Regions from separate parts of the Drosophila melanogaster genome. Here region 2 is linked to region 1. The links are chromatin contacts, called in public Hi-C maps. All regions are on one chromosome and are shown on one strand. The core of a region is the stretch at or near the end of the contact, and the rest is flanking DNA. Distances in the headings are between cores, read along the strand shown.

Region 1 (5,408 bases), core at 2,829-5,328:
TATTGTTATTCCCTCTTGAATCCGATCTTTTTTGAGTATCTTGTTCGCAAGCAATAATTTTTCCATGTGCATAATGGGTTTTAAAAGACGCTCAACTGGTTTTTGTGTTGGCCAATAAAAGAGAAGAGCAAGAGTGGTATAAAGACAAGCGCAGCCATCGAAACGAAAGCAAAATTAAACGACGCGAGACAATAGCGTTAAAAAGTGTGGCAACAGACCAACAACCCAGGGCCAAAAAAGGCAACTCCAACAGCATGTGAGATCATAAAATTCACACAAATGTGCAGAGACCCATGAGCACATGTGCAGCATATCCAGAAACGCAAATTGAGTCAGTAAGTCAAATCGAATTGAATATGAGTGCGGAGTGCGGTGAATTTTCATCGACATATGTGAATTTTGTGAATATGGTGAATGAATGAAAATGGCACAAGTATAAAGTATATACAGGGGTAAATATCTGATTAAATTGCTCTTACTGCGGGAAATCGTGGTGGCCAATGTTGACAAGAAATTTCAATTTTAATGGATTACAGTTCAGTTGGTACTTTCATAAATATAAATAGAAACAAGGTAAACTTTATTCTGAGTTCATTAAGTCCGTCACGAGTTCAGATTACTGCTCCATCCATTCAAATTTTTGGTAATGTAGCCACATTAACGATGGCCAACATGGTAGATTTTATGTTGGTCCTATTAAAATTAACAACTTATCTTGTGGCATCTTGGCTGGCCTGAACTTGTCTCATCTGAACCACATCTCATCTGATCTCATTTACGACTTCTGTTTTAGTACCATCTATTATGTAAGTCATTAGGTTGGCCTTATTTTATGGCTAAGCCCTAAGTTCGTGCCACTTCTGAATCCTGAATTCCTCCTCTTCTTCAATAATGAGAGCGAAGGGAAATTTATGGGACTTTCTAATTCGCTCGTTGGTTGCTCGATGGCTCCTTTGATTTGCAACCCCCTGAGAGCCCATTGAAGTGAAAAGATTTTTCAATGGCTAATTAATAACTTTATGGGTGAAATGGGTGGCGAAAGAGGGGAATGCACTCAGCTAGAGAACATAAATTCTTGACTAAAGTGTGCGCTCGAAAAAGAGCAATTTATTCGCCTAAAGCTGAAAGTGATAAAGTGTGTCAAAAAAGACCATGTGATTTGCTCGTAGAAATATTTTAAAATGTATTGTTTTTTGTGTCTGGATAAGGTTTTCTTATATTCTTTGCCAACGGAACCCATTACGCTCTTAAAAATTTTGCTAGTTGTTGACGTGAGTTAAGTGCACTCTTTTAAATTGACTTACATTTGAAATGCCATTTCAATCGAAACCCTCTGACTTTGCGACACTAAATTTGTATACCCACTGATCCGAATTCGCAATGAGAAACGATTTCCCTAACTTTACTCATGCAAAATCCATTTCCTCTTTTTTACTTGTGCTCCACAGAACCATCGCCATCGCCATCGCCATCAGCATTATCAGTGCGCATAATGGAAATGGCGCTCCTAACAATCATGTAAAATTGGTGTAAAATGCAGACGAGATGGAGACCCGGAATGAAGGAAATGGGAGTCGTGCGAAAGGCAATAACACATCAAATTGGTATTAGAAGTTGTTACACCGACGCCCCACGCCAACTACATTTATATATATAAAAAGGGGGCGGCAGCTGGGCGTGGCCACGGTGATACAAATTGCAGGAGCAGGATCCGTAACATTTCGCCTGCCTGTCGCTGGTTGCAACATAAAAGTCAATTAATGTACAATTACAACAACATCAGGACCACCAGCAACAGGAGAAGCAACCGGCTTCAAAAGGCACCGAAAGATTAGGGGGCGAAGTGAGGAGGTGAGGAGGAGCAGAAATTACTGCAAATTACACGCAACGAGTCCTGAAAGCTGCGGTCCAAGTTGGAGCAAGAGCCGGAAGCCGAGTGGACCGAGGAGGAGGAGTCGGTGTACCAGAACCTAGAGCTGGTCCCATCAACGCCACCACAGCCTCCCTGTCGCCAGCCTCAGCCTCAGCCCCATACCCATACCCATACCCATACCCATTTCCATTCCCATCACCATCATCGCCATCAGCCACTCCACTGCCATCTATTGTCCAGCGGTGGCGGCGACAACAACAGCGATAGCGATAGCGAAAGGGACGACGAAGGCGGCGGCAACAAAATGACTTTCGTTAACAAGCTGAGCAAAAGCTTCCGCTGGCTGCGCTGCTCGACATTGTGCGCAATTTTGTTTTATATGTTCTTCATTGGCCTGATCCTGCACAGCACCAGCCAGAAGTTGCAGCAGCAGCTAAAGGAGCAGGGAACCAGCAGTAGCAGCAGCAGCAGCAGCAGCAGTAGCAGTAGCAGCAGCAGTAGCAGCAGCAGTAGCACGCAGGCAGACACAAAAATGGCGCCCAACGTGGGGCATAATGGCGCCCAACGTTGGCCGAATACGCTGCAGGAACTGGAGCAGCAGCAACAAAAACACGAGCAAAGCATGAGACTCCAGCCTGTGGCAAACAATTTGGATTCGAGGAACGAGAATAACCATCGCCAACCCCATCCACAGTCGCAAAAAGTGCAAAATGCCAGCAAATCCCCTAACCAGCCAGAAACAGTTATTTTAGCGGCCAGCAATGTGAATGAGAAGCAAATACTGGCAAAAGCTTTCAAACGGTAAGTTTTCCCCCATTCGCCTCTGAGTTATGGCCTTGGCAATTCTGGGCCTCGGTTTGTTCGGTTTGTTCGGTTTGTTCGGTTGATAATTTGGCACTAGTTCGCTGGCTCCTTTATTGTTGCGCCGGACGATGTTGCCTGCGGCTTTTATCGCCCCAACACTCTGACTCCTCCCAAAGAACCAACCCTCCCCTCCCCGCATTCAGTGCCCTTCTCCATAACTGTGTGTACGACAAATTGTAAAAATTAGTGGCAATAGCAACAGCAGCTGGAATTGATGGATGCTCAGTCGCTGGCAAGGTTGGTTGGGTCAGATTCGATCAATAAGGACACGGTATGAGATTTGTTCACTGCCATGGTTTTGATTCATTCCAAGCAATCAGAGTAATCGAGTTACAAGCTTGCCGCAAAGCGAAGATAATAAACGTTGATTGAAAAGTTTACTTGTCTAGTATTGAATTAAATGAGTCCCAAGTGGGTTAGAGAATCCAAGGACACGGGCAATGTTTTATCAGGAGCCTTATGCATGTATTTAATAATCACCATATTTAATAACCCCTTTGCCACCAGGCTTTTGCCATCTTGTAATTGGTTTGCCGGAAGGCCTCCAGATTTCTATCCGGCTGACTTGCACTATTCGCCTAATTACTTAAACATGGTATATAAAACGTTCTCGGCTCCTGCACAAGCGATTAGGCAATTGGCCAATTACTTGGCTTCACTAGAGGTCGTAATAGATTACTTGATGGCTGCCAGTGTTTTTGGGGCGAGAGGTGGTCAGACGGAAACTGAAAAGTTTCCAGTCATGGTCCTGAGCGAAATTGCAATTTGATGCTCTGGGGTTTTTTGGGGGTAATCAAGCAGTCAGTATGCCAGGAATTTCCCAAACCAAAATCCAACAGCAATGGGAAAATACGAAAATAAAACTTGAGGTGTTGAAAAGAATTTCAGAGAAAATACATTTTTGAGGGGGGGCAAATAACGGATGGAAATCAAACTGTCACTGCAGATTCATATTTATTCGACTTCTTGGTTGCCAAAACTTTTGGCCTCCTTTAGCCAGTGAAAGCAGTCAAAGTTGCGGTTGGTAAACTTGAAACGTCTTTTGGCAAAACTCATTTCAATTCAATAAATAATAAAACAGAAATTCCCCCTGCTGTTGCGATTTCCAAATTTTAAAGATGTCCGACTGGGACCTTGAGCCGTTTAACTCTTTGGGTCTGCAAATTCCAGCTGAACTATCCTGCTGCTAATGAGAGTTTATGTAAGTTCAATTAAGTCTGAGGCAAAGTGAATGATAGAATTTGTGGGCTTCGATTGACAGTTGGTTAAAGTGCGGATACTCTGTGCTCTTACGTGGTAATTAAAACCAAATGGATCGATTTACCTATGCTATTAGTATAAAGCAGCAACAATTAATCTGTGTAGAACACAAATTTATATTCAAAATTATTATTGAATCATACTTCAAGGTGGTAAGTGTGTGTGTTATCCTTTCTCATTGCATGGCTCTTAAGTACTGTACTGCTTTCACCTCATTGCATTTTCAGTTTGGCCCAAGGCCATGGGCACTGGGGCACCTCCGCCCACCTTTCAGTTTCTAACGACCTTCGGCTGATGCGATAACCAGTTAAAACCCCTAAAGGCAGCCACCAGAAAGCTGTCCATCAGGAGAGCAGTGGCTGTGCAGCGGTGTCCATCAGTAAACGTAAACGGGGGAGAGCTTAAAGCAAATACGAATTCGGAGGAGGTTATCCGACACCAGAGTTTTTCAAAACTCCGTGCGGCAGTTGGTCAGAAATCTCTCGAGGGTATTTCACTTAGCCTGGTGGCCAGAAATCCGGTTTCAGCAGTGTCCGTATTTGTTTATAGACAAATGGCGACTGCGTGCTTATATGGCCGCACGTATTTGCAGAGCATTTATTAATATTTGACGAATGATAACATTTAAAACCATCGACACCCGAGGGAGTCCGGAATTTATTCGATTTTCTGCTCGAACGAAATTAACAATATTTGCATAGCATTTGTTGCGCCGCATATTTGCAATTTGTTTAAGCCAGACCAAAATAGATGCAGATATACAATATATATAGAATTACGAACAATTCTCGGACAATCGAGCTTAAATCAATCAAGTATCGAGTTCAAATTCCGGCAGAGAGCAATTAAAGTGAAACAGGAGCGGACACTAAATGGCTTTTGTGGCGCGGCAAATATTCGGATCTTTAAGGTCCCTCGGGGGCGAAGTGAGTTATGTGGGGATTTTCACATGTCGCCTTCGCATTAAATTGCAATTAAACTGACCAGAAAATGTTGTGATAATTGCGTTGCTGCCTGAAATTAATAGCCATCATTTGGCGAAAGTCCCGACCCCAAACCCTCGAACTTGGCGACTTCTGCCTCCTCCCCCCCCCCCCCCCCCGTGGACCGTAAATGTAAATTCCATTTTAATAATGCGGCTGCACCCGCTCACGGTCTGACTAAGTCAGCGAAAGCAAAACCGCTAGCAATAAACGGTACTGCTGCACTGCCAGCAAAACAAAACGAAAACGTAAACAAAAAAGCTGGGTCGACCTGGCAGACTGGAATGGACCGCTACATTACAATAAAGCGAAAGCTCAGCCCGGAAAATTCAGATTTGGGAAACAAGCCGAAAAATACACGCGATAACTCTACCTTGATCAAAAATGTAGCCCCTGCAAATACCAACAGATTTGCCTTGCTGGTAGAT
Region 2 (6,097 bases), core at 3,326-5,825, 360 kb after region 1:
CACATCCTATGAACAAACTTCCATTCCTGAAAATCCTCGTCCTTCTCCACTGTTTTCTTTTTTATTTCTCTATTGTGTATGCATCGATTGGTGTTTTTCTTTTGGCTTTTACCCAGGTCCTTTTCCTTCATTGGCTCATGCACTTTAGTTCATTACATCGTTTTCATTTGGCCAATTTGCTCACTTGACCATAGTTGATTTTTATTATTTGGTCTGGCAGTCGTCAGGAAAATTGAAATGTTTTCGGTTGCTTTGTTTTGTTGCGTTTTGCATTTGCCTTTTTATATCCTTCTGGTCAAATAGAGGGACAAACTAAGTGAGTGACTCCGATACACTGACTTCAACTAGTTGCATTCGGCTTTCCCTTGGGTGAAGTACTCTGTTCACTTTTCCTACCGCCTTTTTCATCTGTCTCCTGTGTCCGTGTCCTATGTCCCGTGTCCTGGGCCAGCTTTCAATATCTGTTATTGTCCTTCCCTTGGCTTCTTGCTGCTGCAGCTGCTGTTTGCATGCTACTTAATGTGGCACTCACTGTTGCCACTACGTGACTTTGCCATCATCTTCATCACGAAGCCAGTTAAAATGTGGTCAATTCTGGCTACTTTCCTGCTCCGTTTGCTCTGTGATCCCTTGGCTTTTGGCCATTTAAGTGGGTTTCCATCGTTCCGCAAACGTTTACATCCTTCGTTAGCTGGAATCATTGAAAAGGGAAATGTTAAATATAGCTTATAACTGTAGTATTGTGGGATTATTACTATTTTCTTTCACTTTTAAATGTAGTAGTACACATAACGAGAGCTTTCTCCATTTATTTCCATTTTGTGGGCTGATACCTTCTTCCTTATTACCAACTTCTGTTTTCTCAGCCTCATTTGTCCGCCTTAGATAATTTAGCCAGCCGCAAAAAGTTTCGCCTGCTTACAGAAGAAGTTCCAGCAAATACAAACTGCAATTTGCCAGCAGGGGGTCCCCCTTACCGCAAAGAAAATGTGCATGTGATATGCTTAATTATTTATTACGACTAATTTGAAAAGTCCCCAACAGATTTCGTCATCGTGTGCAAACTTTCACGTTGCTGAACCGCTCTGCATGAGAGCGAAAAAAAAAAAAAACGCAGACTGCTTAAACAGCAGACACCATATGAGTTTCAGTTTACATAGGTCAAATCAGGGCAAGAACGAGAGCTCAAGGGGTTAGCTGTGCCGGAGGAAAATGTCTGAATAAGCGAATCAGACTCTGAACAGCCAAGTTAAAGTAGTTTAAAAAGTGTCGTCGTCGTCGTCGCCATTTCATCGCTCAGCTGATGATGAGCTTACCAGGCCAACTAACTGGAGACGAAACCTCCTCCAGTTCCAACTCTTCCAACTCAGGTCCCTATGGCTCACATTGCCACCCCATTTCCACCCCATTCAGGCCGACGAGCACACAAAGCTCGTTTAAGTTTTAATAAACAAATTAAACTTGCTGTCTGTGCAGTTTTTGGAGCTTATTTTTTGTGGGCTCCACAGTGACACCAGATACCCCAAATTTGAGTTCAAGTGGGGTTAAATACAATCTATTGGGGCTGAGTTTGGCACAGGGAAGTCGGTTTTAATTGGCGATTCAGAAAAAAAGTTTATTAATGTGGTGAAGCCTTCAATTTGAAATTGCCAAATATTCGCAAGAATTTTAATGACATATCATGGAAATAGCGATACATTTGTTTTATTCTATTAAAAATTATAACGAATAAATCAGCTGCATGCATATTTTGTATCCCTTTGCTTTCATTTATTATGATAAAAGCTTTGCAGATACTTAAATAATTGCTTTTTACAATTGAATTCCCCTTTATGGCCTGTGCGCATTTTGAAGTCCTTGGCATGTTTAAATTCAGAGACTTTGGCAAAAGTCGCGGGCTAACATTCATTAAATCCTAATTTGCCGAGGATTACGAGCAGATACTCGCATATGTGGAATGTTTGCCCCAGAATAAAACACTCACTCACAACATCGAGCCAAATGTATGTATGAATATGCAGAGCAATTTGCACATTTGACCCAACGCCCACAGCAAAAATTTCCCAATTATTTCTGCTTGTTTTTTTGTCGCTTTGCTGGGCTTGCGATTTTTTATTTTGGGCAAAGTCATGTCTTGCGGAATTTTAGTATCGCGGCAAGGATGAGAAGGATGCGCCACAGTTGCGCAATTATAGCTTCGCCACAGAAATTTTATTTACGTAAATTTTATTTCAATTTATTTTCCTTCCCGCCTGCCTGCCATTCCTTGCATTTGTTTTTCGCGAGTTCTTTGCATTTACTTTGCCTTTATGAATTTTAATGAACATTTTTTCAGTTGCTCGTTTGCTATGCAAAAAAAAAACCAAACTAAAACAGAAGACCTGCAATTGCTGGGACCAAATTTAGACACTTCAAATGCTCAATGCAAATGTCATTCCATTTGGCCAGGATGTCTGTGCCTCCATTTCTCCATTTCTGTTGATTTCGCTACATATGCAGTTTTTCTTCCTCATGCTGCGGCAAATTCCAGCTTGCTGAGCGTTGCCAACTTGCCCAATGTGCCAACTGTGGAGCCCTTTGTTAGCCCTGCTAAATATTCGTTAACGTGGCGAGCAAATTTCGTTGGCAAACAGAGTTCCGTTTTGGCGTCCGCGAAGTCCCTGCTCTCTATAAAATTCAAATTTACATATTTGCACATCTAAATCGCAGTGAATTCGCATTGTTTGCCAAGGCTGCAAGTTTGAAAGACTTTGAAAGGCGGGGCGAAACTCGAAGGCTTACTTTGTCACAGGAGCAAATTCAGGAGAAAGCTCGAAAATTATTTGGGTAACTTTTGGCAGCAAACAATGTGGAAAAGGTAAAGGGATAAAACGTGCTATTAAAGTTTAAAAACGTGTTTGCACAAGGTGTACAATTAAAGGAAAAATGTAACCTAAACATGTAATGCTGACCCGATGACCCACTATTATAAAATTAATGTGAGGCCAAAGGATAAGCAACATATTGTGAAAAATAATATATTCAAAGCAAAATGTATAAAAACACATAGTATTTTCAAAGCTATATGTACATTTTCGCTTAATAATTTCTAATATCAAATGCTGTTCAAATTGGAATTATTCTTTTGAATTTGTTTGTGTCATTAAATGCAGTTCATTTAAAGCGTTCAATATTTTTTGGTAATAAATAAAAGCGCAGTTGAAAAGAGCATATTTCATGATCGCCAACTATTTCTTAATTAAAATATGTTTTCAATGACATTTAATTTACATACATTCTCATATTTATTTCGGGCACTTAATGAATTGCTAACATAAATTGCGGGATTTGCAGCAACTATTTTAATTTAATTAATAGGAGTGAAAAATGTGCGCGACTAAAAGGAAAGAGCATAGAGAAAAAAGTCATCTGCGGCCAATTGAAATGCGGGTGGGCAAACGTGGCGTATGATTAATATGCATTTTCAAAAAAAAAACAGAAAAAGGCAGAAGAATTTGTGTTTTTTATTTATGACTGAACGTTGAACTTTCCGCTAAAGTCAACGAAGCTCACACACAACAACTGCCACTCTGGGGGATTTGGGTTAATAGCCAGTGAAGGGGGCGTGGCAAGTCTGGAGGCAGTGGAAAAACAGTGGAAAACAGCGCCCACCTGCAACCCACAGGACAAAAAGGTGACCGAGTGTACGTGCAATGCTCACGAAATAATGGCAAAAGGTTTTTGTGTCGTTGTTATATTTTTTTCCGCCTAGAAGGGCAGAAAAACAGTAGTAACAATATGTAGATGGAGGCAGGTGGGCAAGAACAGGTAGCGGGGCAATTGTTGAGGCAGCTTAACAGTCTGACACGCACTGAGACTGTGACCGAGATGAAAATAAGATTCAAATGAAAGCTACACAATAAAAAACAATGACAAAGAAAACTCTCAAAAGGAGAACGAATTTCCAGGCAAAACGAACAGGTGTGAATTGCGGACCAGAACTTATGAGCAATATGGAGTGCTCAAACTATTGGATTAATTTTATTGAAAAATGTTTGCAAAACATTCTGAAAGTTGATTTAAGCTGACACATTTTAGTGCTACTCCGTTTGCATATAAAAAAACCCGAAAGGATGATAGTTGAGGCAGCAGATCCCCAAGCGCATAACGAACTGAAAAAGATGCTTTGCATACGAAATACAAAGGCTGACATAAAAAGAAACAGCCGCAATGAGACGGACGAGAAGCAGAAACAATAAACGTATCACAGGTCACCAAAAAAACCTAAACAAAAAAGCAACGGCAATTGTCGGGGAAAGGGGAAAAACCGACGAAGCTGAGCCAAAACCTGGAGCAGCAAACCCACAAGCCGTAAACTTGAGCCGCCTACAGAGTCCAGGAACGGACAAAAAGGATTATAAGCGCAGGGATGGATAAAAAAAAGTGGCAAGGTAAAGGGAAATTCGGCAGCCTCTCTGCGTCCAGAAGTGAATTAAAGCTGACACAAAAGGATTCGGCTTTGGAGCAGGGTGGCTAGTGGATGGCTTGGCCTCAGAGCTCACCCGGGTCCTCATATGTGGGTGTCTAATAATATGGTACTACCACTGGCAGCAGCCACAGCCACAGCCACAGAAGTTTGGTCGAGACGAGATAGCCATGCAGCCAGGGAAGCCAGAGCATTTAACTTCGGTTTCGGTTTAGTGGGGTTTTTGTTCTTTTTTCCCCGAATCCTTTTGGCGTTTGCTGTCAGCAGCTTTTGGGGGACAGCTGGGAGGAAAAGAGTCGCCATATCGATTTCCCCTCGAATCTTTTTGGCCAGGAGTCTCTGGCAACCACCGCTTGCTAACCTGGTTTGTTACCTGATTATACACAATCGCATGTGTGTGTGTGCGTGTGTGTGTGTGTGTAGAGATGTATGTGCTGGGTCCCGAGTCCTGTCTATTTGCTCAGTGCAGCGTAAACTCTGCAGATAAGTCAAAACCAAGTGCAGCCAAGTTAATATTGCATGCGGATAAATTGGAGCTTATATTCCAGCTGCTCGTTACAACTCCCCTCTCTTCTTGATCGTTGCCTTTGGCTTTATGCATTTCTGATTCCAGATTTTGCAGTCTGCATCTGATGGCTCAAGCTTTAGTTGTTATACTCGGCAGTCGTAAAAATGTAGGGGTATATGATGTTTAGAAATAAACTGTTGGCCATCTTTCATACATGTAAATGTATGCGTATACAACTTATTGAATAATGCAATAGCCTTTTGCTCAATAGTCACTTATACAGATTTTCGTTTCTTTAAACGCCATGTAACACAAATCTTTTTAAATATAATGGGTGTGCCTGCGTCGATTCAAACTTTCTTGTTTGTTTGGCTCATCTAAGCATCTCAGAAACTTAGTCATATTTGGATGAAACTTGCAAAAGTAAGCAAAAGCAAAGTTTTGAAGGGGATAAGTGAAAGGAAATGGGAAAAAAATATTTTCGAGTTTAAACAGAGCGGTCGCCAAACTTCTTCAAAGAAACTTATGAGCCATTCATGACAAAATCTTTTGAAAATCTTCAACATAGGATAAATAACACATATAATATTTCTCTATTTCAATAAAGAAAGCAAACATATAAAGAAAACGTATATAGTATATATACCAGAATTCCCCCCATTTCAAACTTTCCATATCTAAAGCACCTGATATATGTTAACCATAAATAAGTTTATTCAATTTATCAAACAAGCTTACAAGCTTTAAATACCACTTTCCGCATAAAAAGGTTTAAATTAATCCCTCATCAACATTCTCTTAAATCCATCATTTTCCCATTTTACGTTTTCCAGTTGACCCGGAAACAGAGTTTCATTTCCCCCACCCTTTTCTCATCGTATTCCGAATTCCCCCTTAACTGGCAAAAGAAATGTTTATAGAACATTTGCTCTGACACATCGCTCAAGATGATATAACAAGGAATAAAAATAATCGAATAAATAAGCAACGTGGGGAGCAGCCAAACAGCCTGATATAGCCAAATCGAATTCCAGTTCCCCAACTTTGACATCCAGTAACTCCAGCTCGATGCTTACGGCTCAGAGTTTGGTCATAAAGGATTTACACGGATGTTAACACGGCCC

The links. A called contact is a pair of places that touch in the nucleus more often than the background predicts.
Region 2: a Hi-C map of the Kc167 cell line shows a contact between it and region 1, with 1.7 times the contacts expected there. A contact is called at or near these places in 6 of 107 Hi-C or Micro-C datasets (the Kc167 cell line, the ML-DmBG3-c2 cell line, the S2 cell line and 2 more).

The regions. Positions count from the first base shown.
Region 1 is chr3R:19,187,903-19,193,310 of dm6, forward strand. It overlaps lncRNA:CR46039 (long non-coding RNA:CR46039), which reads left to right and starts at 4,079. Exons shown (of 2, transcript NR_133419.1): 1 at 4,079-4,149; 2 at 4,225-5,126. It overlaps myd (mayday), which reads left to right. Exons shown (of 4, transcript NM_169851.2): 2 at 1,449-2,674. The coding sequence starts at 2,178.
Region 2 is chr3R:19,545,761-19,551,857 of dm6, forward strand. The region is part of intron 19 of Dys (Dystrophin); the gene reads left to right. Among named protein-coding and RNA genes, the nearest start is that of snoRNA:Me18S-A1374, 37 kb to the right of the region's middle.